Linked DNA regions of Sus scrofa: region 2 is linked to region 1. A link is a contact called in public HiChIP or PLAC-seq data. All regions are on one chromosome and are shown on one strand. The core of a region is the stretch at or near the end of the contact, and the rest is flanking DNA. Distances in the headings are between cores, read along the strand shown.

Evidence for each region. HiChIP or PLAC-seq counts read pairs in DNA pulled down with a chosen protein or histone mark.
Region 2: a contact with region 1 is called in an H3K27ac HiChIP or PLAC-seq map of skeletal muscle, with 11 times the contacts expected there. The contact joins two enhancer-like sites. A contact is called at or near these places in 4 of 47 Hi-C or Micro-C datasets (embryonic fibroblasts, heart right ventricle, retroperitoneal adipose tissue and 1 more) and 1 of 2 datasets of contacts at active chromatin or transcription factors (skeletal muscle).

The regions. Positions count from the first base shown.
Region 1 is chr5:12,106,719-12,113,846 of Sscrofa11.1, reverse strand. SYN3 (synapsin-3) reads right to left here. Exons shown (of 14, transcript XM_021091548.1): 4 at 892-983. Among named protein-coding and RNA genes, the nearest start is that of MIR9790, 82 kb to the right of the region's middle. Within about 2 kb of position 3,321, at least 2 of the 83 cell types and tissues checked have an H3K27ac peak or open chromatin away from gene starts, as enhancers often do. A contact at or near this core is called in skeletal muscle, where this site is marked.
Region 2 is chr5:12,481,357-12,488,484 of Sscrofa11.1, reverse strand. It overlaps SYN3 (synapsin-3), which reads right to left. Exons shown (of 14, transcript XM_021091548.1): 10 at 5,258-5,360; 11 at 1-108. Among named protein-coding and RNA genes, the nearest start is that of FBXO7, 41 kb to the left of the region's middle. Within about 2 kb of position 3,469, at least 24 of the 83 cell types and tissues checked have an H3K27ac peak or open chromatin away from gene starts, as enhancers often do. A contact at or near this core is called in skeletal muscle, where this site is marked.

The DNA.
Region 1 (7,128 bases), core at 2,072-4,571:
ACGTCTTCCTTGACACACAGCAGGGACTCAGTAAATGATGGCTGAATTAGTTGCATTATCGTAATTTCCCATTCTCCTTGTTTTTGCTTGTCTGTTTGTACAAATATTGTTTCCTATTCTTAGAACAAACAGAATACCCATATTTTACCATTTGACAGATCAAATGCCACCTTTTCTTGAAATTTCTTCCTGTTTTCTTCACTTTCCCAAATCTGAATCCTATTTCTTCCCCTAATCTAAACTCTCAAAAAACTTCTTCTGTATCTTTCTCTGGGTGCTTAACTAGATAGAAATATTTTAATATACATTTATCTCTCCTGTAGATTTATACTTTCTTGACATTTCTGGGCTTCTGAAGAATTCCTCACTTCTCCTCCAGCTCAGCATATACTATAAACAGATTCTTTGAAAAATATTATATCCAGTACTTTTCAATATGGTGTCCTGGGAGGGGATTCTCTGAACATTTATTCTGCCATATTGCTGGAAGCAGGATGCAGCCTATTCTAAAAAACTCTTACATTTGTATAGCATTTTAGAATAGAAGGTGTTCTCACATACATGCTTTCTACTTCCATGGGCTATCATCATGCTGCAGACGAGAACCAGTGGGCAAGAGCTAAATAATATTCCCTAATAGAGCCACAAAGCCAGGAATGAAGCCCAAGTCTTTTCTTTCAAGCCCAGGGCATGGTTTCTTCCCTATATTATTTGCGCCATTAGTCATTCCTATGCAATAACACCTAAAACTCTCTGGAAGCAGACACTCTGTATGTGAAAGCACATGCAGTACAGGAGTTAGGTTGCAAGCAATAGACAGAGGCTGGCCATGTGAGGTATCCCATACACATCTCTCAAATGAAGGTTTTTTTGCATCATAGTCCTCCTTACCTCACAACCTTGGTCCCATTTCTCACGACCTGCATGTCCACCATACAGCCCCCGGTAACATAGGCGGCTAGGTTCAATTCTGAGAATTCAGCCTGAAAGAGAAAGTAAAACAATAAACATTCATCAAATATTAGTGACACCAACAACTTCTAACATTTATCAGGTACCTGAATATGCCAACTACACATTTAAACCTCACCTTAAATTTAGGAAATGAGGAATATTATTTATCTCCTTTTTGGAAAGATGAGGAAGCTGAGGTGTAGAGAGGCATGGTGACCTGTAGGGTTACATCACTACTAATTTCTACCTCCTTGAAGGTGGAAGAAGCAACTCTAGCTCCAAGAGTTCAAGGGCCAAATGCTACTCAATATATCATCTTCTCTGGATTTCTGCAGTTCATGCTCTGCACTGATACAGCATCACAGTTATGGGGTCACTTATCAAGTTAACAGAACCCTTCTCAAATTATCTGCCCACTCTTTCCTTTTTTGGTCATGGCCCCTCCCCTTACTCCATCCACGTGGTAACAATGGAAGTCCCACATTTGAGCACTGAAATACTGTTCCTGGTCATGGTTGATGGGGTTGGCATTGACTCAGCGTGGAGTAATAAAATGCCCTTCCATGAGAATTTGGAACTTCAGACTGATCCATGAGTTTCTTTCTAGGGGGCTGTATCCTTAATACACAAATCTGGGCACAGGTGGGGACCATGTTTTCTTCTGTCTGGATTGGGAAAGCACAGAAAACCGGGGTCAGGTGGGGTAGTGGGGATGGAGAGAAACTTCTTGGTCACCAAGAAAGAGGCAGAGGCAAGAGATGGAGGAGTACTCTTGATGTTTATGTGCCAACTATAATCCTGCACTTGGATTTTACAATTATATATCCTTCTAAGCTCATCTTTTATTGGCTTATTTGTTTGTGCAAGCTTCAGTAAATTTCTGTGGCTCGTGACCAAAATCCTATGAACATCCCTTCCACCTGATTATATGCTCCCTGGTAACAGCGATTTGCTAATAACCATCTGCTTCCTAGGGCTGCCATGACACAGTACCACCACTAGGTGGCTTAAACACAGAAAATGTTTTCTCACAGTTCTGAAGGCTAGAGGTCCAAAATCAAGGTGTGGGTAGAGCTAGTTCTTTTCGAGGGCTGTGCGGGAAGGACCTGTTTCAGGCTCCTTTGCTTAGGGTGTAGATGGCCATCCTCTCCCTACGTCTCAACACAACGTTTTCCCTCTGTAGCCAAGTTCCTCTTTAACCAGTCATACCGGATTAGGACTCACTCTGATGACCTCACTTTAACTTGATTACCATTTTAAAGATCCTATCTCCAAATGCCTAGGTCCACATAAGGTCCCATTCTGAGGTACTGGGGGTTAGGTCTTCAACATACAAATTTCAGGGAGATACAAGTCAATCTGTAACCCCATCCTAAAAAATACACAGTACTAAACTGCCTTTTACAAAGAAGCCAAAAGCTACTTCTTTGGATTTAATGAATAAAAATAACTTCTCACATACATGAAACACTCACTATGTGCCAGGTACTGCCCTAAGCATTTTATACGTATGAATTCACTTAATCCTCACACATGTCCAGATGAAAAATTGAGGCAGAGGGAGATCAAATAACCTGTACAATGTCACACAGTAGGTAGCAGAGCCAGGATTTAATGCCAGGCAGTCTGGCTCCAGCCTGTGCTTTCAACTGCTACACCTCACTGTCCCTACCATTTAGCTGAATAAGGCAAGGCCTTAAGTGGATTACAACTGGGAATTTTAGGTACCTAAAATAACATACTTAAAGAGAGAAACAAGTTTACATTGAAGGGAAATATCATTTGATGACAATTTAAATGTATCCCCTTGGAATTACTTACCAGGAATTATGACCAAAGACCTATGCATCTCCCCAGATGGCATTAAAGCACACCCAGAGTGCTTGCATCTCTTGCTCTAATTAATAACTTCATTTTGATGTGGCAAGGTAAAAAGCAAAGAGCCCTGTTAATGAGGCCAAGTTGGTAAATAGTGGTAATGACCTAGTTATTAAATCTAATGTCTTAAAAATTCAGTCCCATCATGTTGATACTTTACTGGCAACATTACAAAGAATTAGAAAGAAAAGTTGTTAATTGTGTAAATGGAGAAAAAGAAATTAGAAGAAAGTTGCAACACAGGATAGCTCAGTACTAAATATATGATAAAAGGGAGTGAATCAGAATCTTGGATGGGAGGACCTCCAGCTTATAAATGGCAAAGACCCAGGGGACTGTCTTGCTGCCCAAATGGAAAGAGAAATATCCGGGTAGAAGACAACCTCAAGCTAGGTATACAAGTCAGAAGTTCATCTTGTTTGGATCTGTGCGTCTACAGTTGTTTCCTAGTCCTGGTTTATGAGTTATTACAGGAGGTAGATGCCTGGGTAGGTGCCTATATATAGAACCAAGCCTCTGTTGGGTCAAGTACAGAAGGAAAGGGCACCCTTCTGTATTTAGCTTTCTGAAACCTTCAACAGCCATGGAAATGAACATACAAGTATCCAGCCATCTCTCCTTCAAGACGGCATGATGACCCTCCTGGTAGAGTCCTAAAGACCAGCCAATTTTGGAGACCTCTCATAGAAACTATAGTGAGTTGAACTGTACCCTCCTAAAGATATGTCCGAGTCCCAAACCTTGATACCTGTGAATGTGACCTTGTGTGCAAACAGGGTCTTTGCAAATATAATTAAGGCTCTCAGACAAAATATACTAAGTGATAGTTTTCAGACACTGAACAGCAGACATTGCAGGACTGTGACCACTGAACAAAGGAAACAAATGGAATTATCCCTGAGACTGCCCTAGCTGGCTGCCTTAAGGCCGTTGCCAGGCATGGGAGAATGCCATCAGTGCCCAGCAGTCTCAGTGGGCTGAAGAGTCCAGAGGTCAGAATTTAGGGAGGCTGAAGTGGCTAGAATTTGTAGAGTAAAGATACAGTTGCACAGAAAAAGACCTCCATGGGCAGATCTGTAGGTCTTTGGCTGAGCACTAATCTGAGCACGTATGAAAGGAAAGTTTGCAGGGCCAGTGAAAGAACTATCAACAAACAGTAGACTCAACATTCTCCAGAACTCACACAGGGCTGGGGATAGTTCATGTTCTCACCAGCTAGAATGTAAAGACCTTGTAATATGAGTAGAGTTCTCAAAAATTTAGTAGTGGGGCTAATTAGACCTGGACTGCAGGATACCCTAGATCTAGGATGACCAGTGTGTCCCAGTTTACCTGGAGCTTTCTCAATTTTAAAACTGAAAGTACCACTTCTCAGAAGCCCCCTCAGTTTCAGTTTTTAACTGAAAGTTCCATGTTCTGGGAAACCCCTTGTTCCCAGGCAGACTGGGATGATTAATCACTCAATCTAGATTTGTCCTAAGAAAAGCTTAAAAAGCATGCCCTGAAGGGATCTAATTTATTCAAGTAATTTACAAGTAAAAACAAAGTACAACACTATTTAAAGGAATACAACAAAATCCAGCATGCAACATGTTAAATTCACAATGTAAAATTTATGGCATTTGATTGTAAATTACTAGGCATGAAAGAAAGCAGGAAAATATAAACCATATTGAGGAGAAATCAAGAAAAGATCCAGAAATGAGAGAGATGATGGGAAGAGCAGAAATAGAAGTTAAAACAACTATTATAAATATATCCCACATTCTCAACAATGTAGAGGACAGAGAGAAATGTAAAATTAAAAAATGGAAAAAGAAAATTTTTACACATTAAAAATTTAATATTTTAATATAAAATGTATTATATGGGATTAATATCAATTAAACAATATAAAAGAAAATACTAGTGAACATGAAGAGAAAGCAATACAAATTTATAGAAAATGAAGGCAGATTTAAAATACTGGGAAAAAAAGAACCTCAGTGAGCTATGGGACAATATCAGTTTAATATATGTGTAACTGAAGAAGAAGAGGAAAGAGCATAAGGAAAATGATCTTTCCTTATGATCAAGATCATTATAAGAAAAATGGCCAAAAATCTTTGAAATTTGATGAAAACTATAAATCCACAGACCCAAGAAATTTAATGAGTCCCAAGGAAGAAACATAAAGAAAATCATACCAAGGCACATAATAATAAGCTTAATACAAACCAGTGATGAAGAGAAAAATTTCAAAGCTATCAGAAGGGGAAAATATACTTTATATAAAGAGGAACAAAGATAAGAATGTCAGCCAATGCCTTGTCAGAAAGCAGCAAATTAAGAGACAGTGGAACAGCTTCTTTTAAGTACTGGGAGAAAAAAAATGTCAACCTAGACTTTTATATTCAGTAAAATACCTTCTAAAATAATCGGGGTACACTAAAGACTTTTTCAAGCAAATAAAAGTTGAGAGAATTTGTTTCGAGTCTAAGGAATGTTAAAGGAAGTTCTTCAGGCAGGAGGAAAATAATACCAGAGGGAAATTTATATTGACACAAAATGAAGAATTTTGTATATGGTAAAAATATGGGTAAATACAATTTTTTTCTGTTTAAAATGTCTATAAAATAATCAACTTTTTTATATTTCTGAAAGCAAATTGATTCTATAGGAAATTATAATCATTTGGACAATGTATACTATCTTATTTTACTTCTAATCTCTCTGATGACTGTTTTCTTCAAATTCTTCTTAATTGAATTAGGATCAAGTTGTCATAGGCGTCCATACATGTAGGCACCTCATTTTCACTTTACATTCTTCCATAAAAAATGCACTTGATGCAACTGACAAGGGCTTAATCTCCAAAACATACAAACAACTCAACAGCAAAAAAGTAAACAACCCAAATAAAAAATGGGCAGAAGACCTAATAAACATTCTCCAAAGAATACATATGCATGGCCAACAGGCATCAAAAAATGCCCAACATCACTAGTTATGAGAGAAGTGCAAATCAAAAGCTACATTGAGATACTACCTCACACCTATTAGAATGGGCATCATTAATAAGTCTACAGATAACAAATGCTGGAGAGGGTGTGGAGAAAAGGGAACCATCCTACACTGTTGGTTGGAATGTAAATTGGTACAACCACCATGGAAAACTGTGTGGAGATTCCTCAGTAAACTAAACATACAACTACCATATGATCCAGCAATCCCATTCCTGGGCATATATCCAGACAAAACTTTCATTCAGAAAGATACAAACACCCCGATGTTCACTGCAGCACTATTCACAATAGCCAAGACATGGAAACAACCTAAATGTTCATTGATAGATGAATGGATAAAGAAGATATGGTACATATACACAATGGAATACTACTCAGTCATAAAAAAGAACAAGATATCACTTATATGTGGAATATAAAATATGGCACAAATGAACCTATCTACAGAAAAGAAATAGACTCACAGACCTGGAGAAAAGACTTGTGGTTGCCAAGGGGGAGAGGGAGGGAGTGGGAGTTTGGGGTTAGTAGATGCAAACTACTATATTTAGAATGGATAAGCAATAAGGTCCTGCTGTACAGCACAGGGAACTATATCCAATCACTTGTGATAGAACATGATAGAAGATAATTTGAGAAAAAGAAATGTATATATGTATGTATATATATGACTGGGTCACTTTATTGTATAGCAGAAATTGACAGAACATTATAAATCAACCATACTTTAACAAAAAAATTTAAGTGCATTTGAAAGTACTCTAGGAAGTATGTTCTTTTGCTTCAGTGTACTTCTCTGTATCTGAAGGTGAATAAGCAACTGTTTAAACAAAAGAATAGTATTGTTGGAGCTGTATTATGGGAGCTTATAACACATACAGAAGTAGGACATATAACAAGAACACGAAAACGTAATGGTAATATACTGTTAAAAGGTTCTTACACTATTTGTGAAATGGTGTGAAATTATTTAAAGATAGATCTTGATAAATTAAAGACACATAGTGTAAACTTAGAAGAATGTCTCAAAAAAAGAGGCATAGTTAAATTAAGTTCACAAATTTTAAGTTTAAAGCTTGATGAATTTTCATTGATTTCTACTTGTATAATGCATTTCAAGATGACAACACAGAACATTTCCAGCTTCCCTGAATGTTCCCTCATCCTCATTATAGCTGATATCAACTTTCATACTGTGATGCTCCCACTTTAATGTCTTCTATTTCCATAGCTCAGTTGTGCATGTTCTTGAACTTCATATAAATGGCATCTCACAGTATGTACTCTTTGG
Region 2 (7,128 bases), core at 2,220-4,719, 370 kb before region 1:
GCCCCCTGGCATCAGGAGTTGGCTCATTTTGGAGACGACGAGGTCGGCCATCAGCTGTTTGTCTTCTTCCACGTGTTCTCCAATCAGGGGCATTGAGCTGTCCATCACCTGTGGAAGAGAAAGGAGGCCTAGGGAGCCCTCATGCCAGGCAGCTAAGCAGTGCAGCTCAGGAGGGCGGGCTCAGCGCTCAGGACAGAAGTGACCACTAGATGGCAATGTTCTCCATGCAAAACCCAGCCCAGCGCCTCCGCTGGGAATGACCCCCGTGGAGACGACCAGTTTGCCCACAGTTGGGTCTAAATCAATTCCCTGGATTCAGTTCAATTCAGGCTACATTTGCTGGACCTCAGACATGCAACCAAGGGTTCAGAGCCTCTGCTGACCTTTTCTGCTCTTTTTTTGGGGAGCTGGTTTCCGCCTCTGCCTCTTCCCCATCTTGGCCCTCACTCAGGCTTGGGGCTAGTCCTTTGAACTTTGGCCCAAGGTCAAGATTTTCCACCAAACTGGAAGCAGTGAAGGTGGGGGCTTGGTTATGACCAAAAAAAAAAAAAAAAAAAAAAAAAAATGACATGGGTTGGCGCTGACCCAGGGTTGGGAGAGAAGAGGCAAGGCCTGTTCTCTGGGGCTCTGGCAGAATATACTCCTGGAGACAAACGCCTTCCACAGGGAGCAGGCTGCTTCTCAAAGCAGGCACAGCACTTGTATTGGGAAGAGGCCTGAGAGATCATATTTGAACATCTGCTCTTTTTGCAGATGGGGAAATCAAGGCCCAGAGATGGGAAGGGACTTGCCCAAAGTCATGCCTGCCAATGATCCAGGTAATTCTCCAGGCACGGGCAGCTGTAGAATTCTCAAGGGGGAATAGGGCCTGGGCAGCCCCTCTGTCTCCTCCCTCACTGCGGGAATGCAGCTTGTTTACCCACCCGCCCCCATCAAATGAACTGTCTTGTCACCCCTTTTCCTAAGCTCTGGAGTCCCCAGGTTCTCTCCCCTGTCCAGGTGCTTGTGCATGTCATTCCCTCTGCTCACTTGTTATCAGACTCATTCCTTCTCACCCATAGGGGAACACCTGGCCAGCCCTCCCTCTGGGAAGCCCTCGTCTGTTTTCCTGCTGTCCTCACTTTGCTTGTCCTGTGGGAGAGCTTACCCCATGGTGCTGTCATCTCCTGTTTATGTGTGTCCCCAACCAGACTGTGAACACTTGAGTTGGGGATAGGCCCTGTGTCCTGTTAGACAGGTGTGCCCTCAATAAGAGCCTGCTGAATGGAGGAATGAAAAACCCTCACAGTAAGTCCTGTCCATAATGATAAGGATACTGAGAAGGGCTATATTTCATTACACTGTGCCAGGTGCTGTTCTAAGCACTCGATATGGATAATTTCACACAAACTTCAAAACAGATCTTTGACACAGGTACTATCATTATCCTTGTCATGGTGGGAAGGCTGAATCAGAGAAGTAGCAAGTTCAAGGATAGTCTGCTGGCAAGCCATGCATGGTCCTTCCAAGTCTCACCCATCACTGAGCAGCTCTCTTTGCTGTGGAAATAGGAGACCTGGATTCCAGGCTTTGGTTCTACTGTAGACTTGCTGTGTGATCTTGGCAGGTCACTTTTCCTCTATGTGCCTGTTGTTTTCCTCAACTGTAAACTGAGGGGTTTGGGCAGCTGCAAAAACCCTTCCAGCTGGGATTTTCAGGAGCCTGTGAGTCTAAAGCACCTACTATGGTTGGGAAGCTGAAGAGCAAACTCAAGGATGTGAATGCAGATGCTCTTACGGACAGTCCTGCAAAGTGTCTTCAGACTGAGCTCCTTATGAGTTGGGCCTGGGTCCTTGGCATCCTGGATCCCAGTGCCCGGCACACGGACAGTCTCTCAGGCAGTGTGGGCTGAGCTGAGTTATAACCGTGGAGTCTAAGTGTGCGCAGGCCTATCCTTTCTCCCCTGAACCTGCCCACCCCTTTCTGTTCCGGTTTCTGTTTCCTATATTTCCTGCAGTGGAAAACAGCCGCCACAAGGAACCTGAGGTCAGAGCATTTTGGAGTCCCCACGGTGGACATAGCCAAAGGAAGTGGACATTCTGGTCTCCCCAGGGAAACATTTTTTTCCAGTGAGCAATGTCATTGCTTGGACAGGTCATGGAGGACAAGTTCAAGGGTCTTTCCCCCGAGTATTTCACTGTGAGGACCTTCACAAAACATGTCCCACAAATTTTATGTCCTCACCACAGAGGCGGCTGAAGAAATCAGTATTTTTGGATCTCTTCTGTCTTTTTTTTTCCCCAACTGGGGAAAAAATATCTTTTATCTTCTTGGTAAAAAGCTCCCCATCTCCCTTGACCCCACTCTAAACTGAAAAGCCAGGGAAACAACTCTGCAATGTTTCTGAAAGAAAAAAAGAAAATCTAAAAAGTCATTTTCCCCTCCCTCCTGTAACATTTTTGGAAGATGTTTTCTTGTTTTTTAAAGTCCAAACCCACTTTTTTTTTCTTTTATTTTAATGTGAAAGGTCTTTCATTCCTGACCCTCTGAATGTCTGGAGGTAGGGAGCCTTGGCCCCTCGGGTACAAATTTTTGTTTCCTGAGAGGGAATTTTGAGGAAACTCAGAGATGCAGGAGCTCTTGAGGGCAGAGATAATGCTGAAGCAAGACAGAAGGGGCTGCACTCCCAGGAGGGAGGGGAAGGGAGTGCAGGGGTCCTTCATCTGCTGATTGCCTCTCGCCTCCCAGGTGGAAGCTCTAAGGGACAGTGTCTCTACTATTGTGTTCACTGCTGTATCCCCGTCACCTGGCTTGGGGTCTGGTGTCCAGAGCAGGGGCTCAATAGCGGATGAATGAATGGATGAATGAATCCATGACTGCATGTGTGCCAAAGCTGTGTTCATGTCTGGTGGTCTCTGTGCAGAGATGCAGAGGCAGGCGGGCCAGGAAGGGTCTCAGGAGAGGCAATACCCCCAGTATTGGCCTGCAGCTCCCAGGCATCCTCAGGAAGGTGGGAGCCTTCTTCCTCCAGGGAGCAGCCTGGCGCTTGCTTAGAAGCAAGTACACAGGCCAGCAGTTCAGCTCCTTCAATGTCCTCTGAGGAGGGGTTGGTGAGGGGACTTGAGGGGAGAGCTATTTTCTAGAGCAGGACTGAACCTGCAAGTATAGATGCAACTCATCCTTGGAAGCTACCTGGTCTTTCTGGGGTGGGTGAGTGTGGGCAGAGGAATGGTGTCCACCCTAGACTCCCTCCCCTTCACTTCCAAGCTGGCTCCTCCCTAGGCTGGAGTATGAAGGCCCGCCTGGCATGGCTGGGGGCGAACAGCAGGGCTCCCATCCATGGAGTCACCTGGCCCTGCCGCGCTGTGGGTCCTGGGTGTGGAGCAGACACGCGGGGATGGAGGACTGGCTGGCTCCTGCGGTCACCCCGGCCATGTGCTTCCCATTAGCCGCCCACACCCCAGGGAGGGGGGCAGCCGCAGGGCTCTCCCTCACGTGTCTTGGCCTTGTGTCAGCACTGCCTCTCTGCTGTGGTTTGAGGAGAAGGCCATGGAAGGGAAGTGCCGTAAGGAGCTCTGGGGGGTGTGAGTGTGGAGTGGCGAGGCTAGGGAGGGAAGGGAGAACTCTGAGCCAGAGGGCATTTTCAGAGGAAGCAATGGAGAGCCTTGGGCTGGGGTGGTGGGGGCAGGGGACAGGGGGCAGGGAAAGGGAGTTAGGATGGGACATGGAGACTGTGAAGTGAGGAAGGACATGGGGAGCCATGGAGGAAAGAGGGGGACTGTGGCATTGGGGGAGGCAAGGGAGGATCCACGGAGGGGAGAGAGGGATTGTGGGATTGGGGGGAGGCATGGGGGGAGTCATGGAGGGAGGGGGGATTGTGGGATTGGGGGGAGGCATTGGGGGGAGTCATGGAGGGAGGGGGGATTGTGGGATTGGGGGGAGGCATGGGGGGAGTAATGGAGGGAGGGGGATTGTGGGATTGGGGGGAGGCATGGGGGGGAGTCATGGAGGGAGGGGGGATTGTGGGATTGGGGGGAGGCATGGGGGGAGTCATGGAGGGAGGGGGGATTGTGGGATTTGGGGGAGGCATGGGGGAGTCATGGAGGGAGGGGGATTGTGGGATTTGGGGGAGGCATGGGGGAGTCATGGAGGGGAGGGGGGATTGTGGGATTTGGGGGAGGCATGGGGGGAGTCATGGAGGGGAGGGGGGATTGTGGGATTTGGGGGAGGCATGGGGGGAGTCATGGAGGGGAGGGGGGATTGTGGGATTTGGGGAGGCATGGGGGGAGTCATGGAGGGGAGGGGGATTGTGGGATTGGGGGAGGCATGGGGGGAGTCATGGAGGGAGGGGGATTGTGGGATTGGAAGAGACATAGGGGGAGCTATGCAGGGAGATGGGGACTGTGGAGCCAGGAGAGACATGGGCAGCATGGAGGGGAGATGGGGATTGTGGGACTGGAGGAGGCTGGGGCCTCTGGAGGGAGAGGGGCATTGTGGGATTGGGAGAAGGTGGAGAGGAAGTTGTGGGGGTGTGGGGAGGGTGATGAAAAGACTACAGAGACCTGTAGGCAACAGCTCTGGAGGACATCAGGAACTGTGGGCCTGTGGGATGCATGGGCTGCAGGAAGTTGAGGGGGAGAGTCTGGGACTCCGAGCCCCTTTGAGCCTCTCTCTTACAATTAATTTTCCTTCTATCACGCTCCGTTCCTAACCTTCAGCGCCCTTACTTGTTTACTATTCTTTCCTGCCGGCCTGTCCACCCCATGTCTGTCTTGCTTACTGGCTCTGTCTCCTGAGCTCTCCCACACCAAGCCTAAGGGAACTCCTGAGTACATGTTTGTTGAATGAACAGATGATGGAATCTCTGCATGGTGACCAGGGAAGTGTGCCCTCTTTACACACTTGGACACTGAGAAAATAGAAGAGGCCCAAGGAGACAGAATCTTGCCAATTCTTAGCTACTGCTCTTCTCCTACTGTTGGGGCCACAGGTTGCAGAAAACTGCCAAACCTCCTGCCTAGAGCTCTGGAGGCTCAGCTCAGAGTCCCTGGGCGCAAAGGCTTTAGATGTGGCCAAGGGTGGGGACTGGGGGGTGGTAATTGAAGGTGGTGGGTGAGAAGCCTCTGGGAGTCACTTGCTGAGGCCTTGGCACCATGTGCCCCAGCCATGGGCTAAGACACAGCTGACCACGCTGAAGGCCACACTTGGACTCCTTCCCACTGACGTGCCTCCCTGGGAGTCCAGCCAGGCCAGGAGGAGCTCCTCCTTCACCTCTCACCTCAATGATGTAATCTCTGCCATCCTTGCTGTGGACAGCCTTGACAGCACAGATGTCCAGGCCCCCAAACATCTCTGAGCAGCTGTCCACCCACAGCCTGTACCTGCAGGGAGGGACAGACAGTGAGCATGTGGAATGGGGAGCAGGAATGGGGAGCAGGGACAGGGAGGAGAGGAAGAGAGGCAGACAGAGGTTGGGAGAGACACAGAGAGATGCACACAGAAGAACAGGCCATGAGACAGGTAGCGACACACATACGCCCATTCAGAGATGGAGAGAGACAAGACATAAGAGACAGAGAAGCAGCAAGAGAAACAGAAAGGCAGAAAGACAGAGACACAGGCAGTAGGAAAGACAGAATGGGTAAAAAGGGAAGCAGAAACACAGATGGACAGTGAGAGAGAGAGAGACAGAGAGGGAGAGAGACTAGAAAGGGAGCTAGGAAGGCAGGGTAGAGGAAGGATGAGGGGGAGAAGGAACAAGAGTTGGGAGAGATCTCTGTGAACTGAGCCTACCCCTCTAGCACTTTGCTGGCTCCCCAGTAATAGGGAGCTTGCCCTACTCCCATCTGGAGCTGTCTTGGATACCCAGCTTCCCTGAAACCCTTTTCCCTTGGGAATCCTGCGTGAAGGGACCTAGGAATCTCTCCGGGGCCACCCTCCCAGCCCCAGCCTATGGGGACAAAGGGCTCATTCTCTCCCTGTGGGGATGGAGGCAGGGGAGCCTGGCAGGCTGCGCCTCCCTGGTCTGGGGGCCTGGCCCTCTGGACCCACTGCTTTTGTTCCCTTTCCAGCCACTCGATGGCTGCAAGGCCCGTTTGCTTTGCAGAGAAAGATCTCAGCGCTGGACTTTGACCCTACAACAAGGGGATGGTTGTATCTGGAGAAGTTTTCCCGGCCTGGCACTTGGCTTCCCTTGTGGTGGCTGGATTTGGACTCACAGGGGACTTTGTGTCAATGTTCTTGCTTCTCTCCCCACTCTGCAGGGTCACACAGGGCAGGCCTGCTCTGAGATCTATTTGTGTCTGAGCCATAATCCTGGAAGGAGGAAAGATCCTGGCTGAAGTGCTCCCAGAACCAGCTTTGGCATCCCATCTGCTAATGCCCTTTGAGGCACTGCAGGCACTGCCCATGAATTTGCAGAAATTCCAGGCTTGAGTAGACTATTCCCATGGGAGGCTCCTGCAGGGATGGCCCATGTGGCTTGGTACCGAGCAGAGCCAGGGAGATAGTGACCTGCTGGAGACATCTGTCCAGCTTATGAGGCACTGGGGAAGGCTGGGCTCACATTCTGGAAAGGCCATGGAGAAAAGGGCTGTGACTGTCCCATGAATGCCCACTGGGGGAGGCATGTGACTGCCCCAGACCAGGTGATTCAGTTGTGCCAGGTAATGAGCGCAGCTCCCCTGGTGAGACTAGTTAGCATAGGTGGGTACCCACCTTGAAGGTGGCAGCTGCCACCTGGGATTGACAGGAAGGGAAGGAAGCCAACATTTAGTGTCCCTCCCTGCCATGAGCCAGCGCTGGCTTAGGTACTGAACATTCCTCTCTCATTCCTCTGACTTGGGTATGTTACTTCCAATTTATAGTTGAAGAAGTTCAGAAAGGGTTGTTAACTTACCCTATGTAACACAGCTTGGAAGGGGCAGGACCATGCATTTTCATTCATGATACATTCTCAACTTAGAGCCCTGAACTGGAAGTTCCATGAGAACAGTGACCCTAAGTCTCTCAGTCGCTGTTGCTATAGTGGGGTGGTCCCACTTCAATCTCTAGGGCCAGAGACATGACATAGGCCTATCTTATCACAGCATTGCTGCTTTCTGGGCCATAGTGATTGGTTCAGGGATGGTCATGTGATCGAATCCAGGC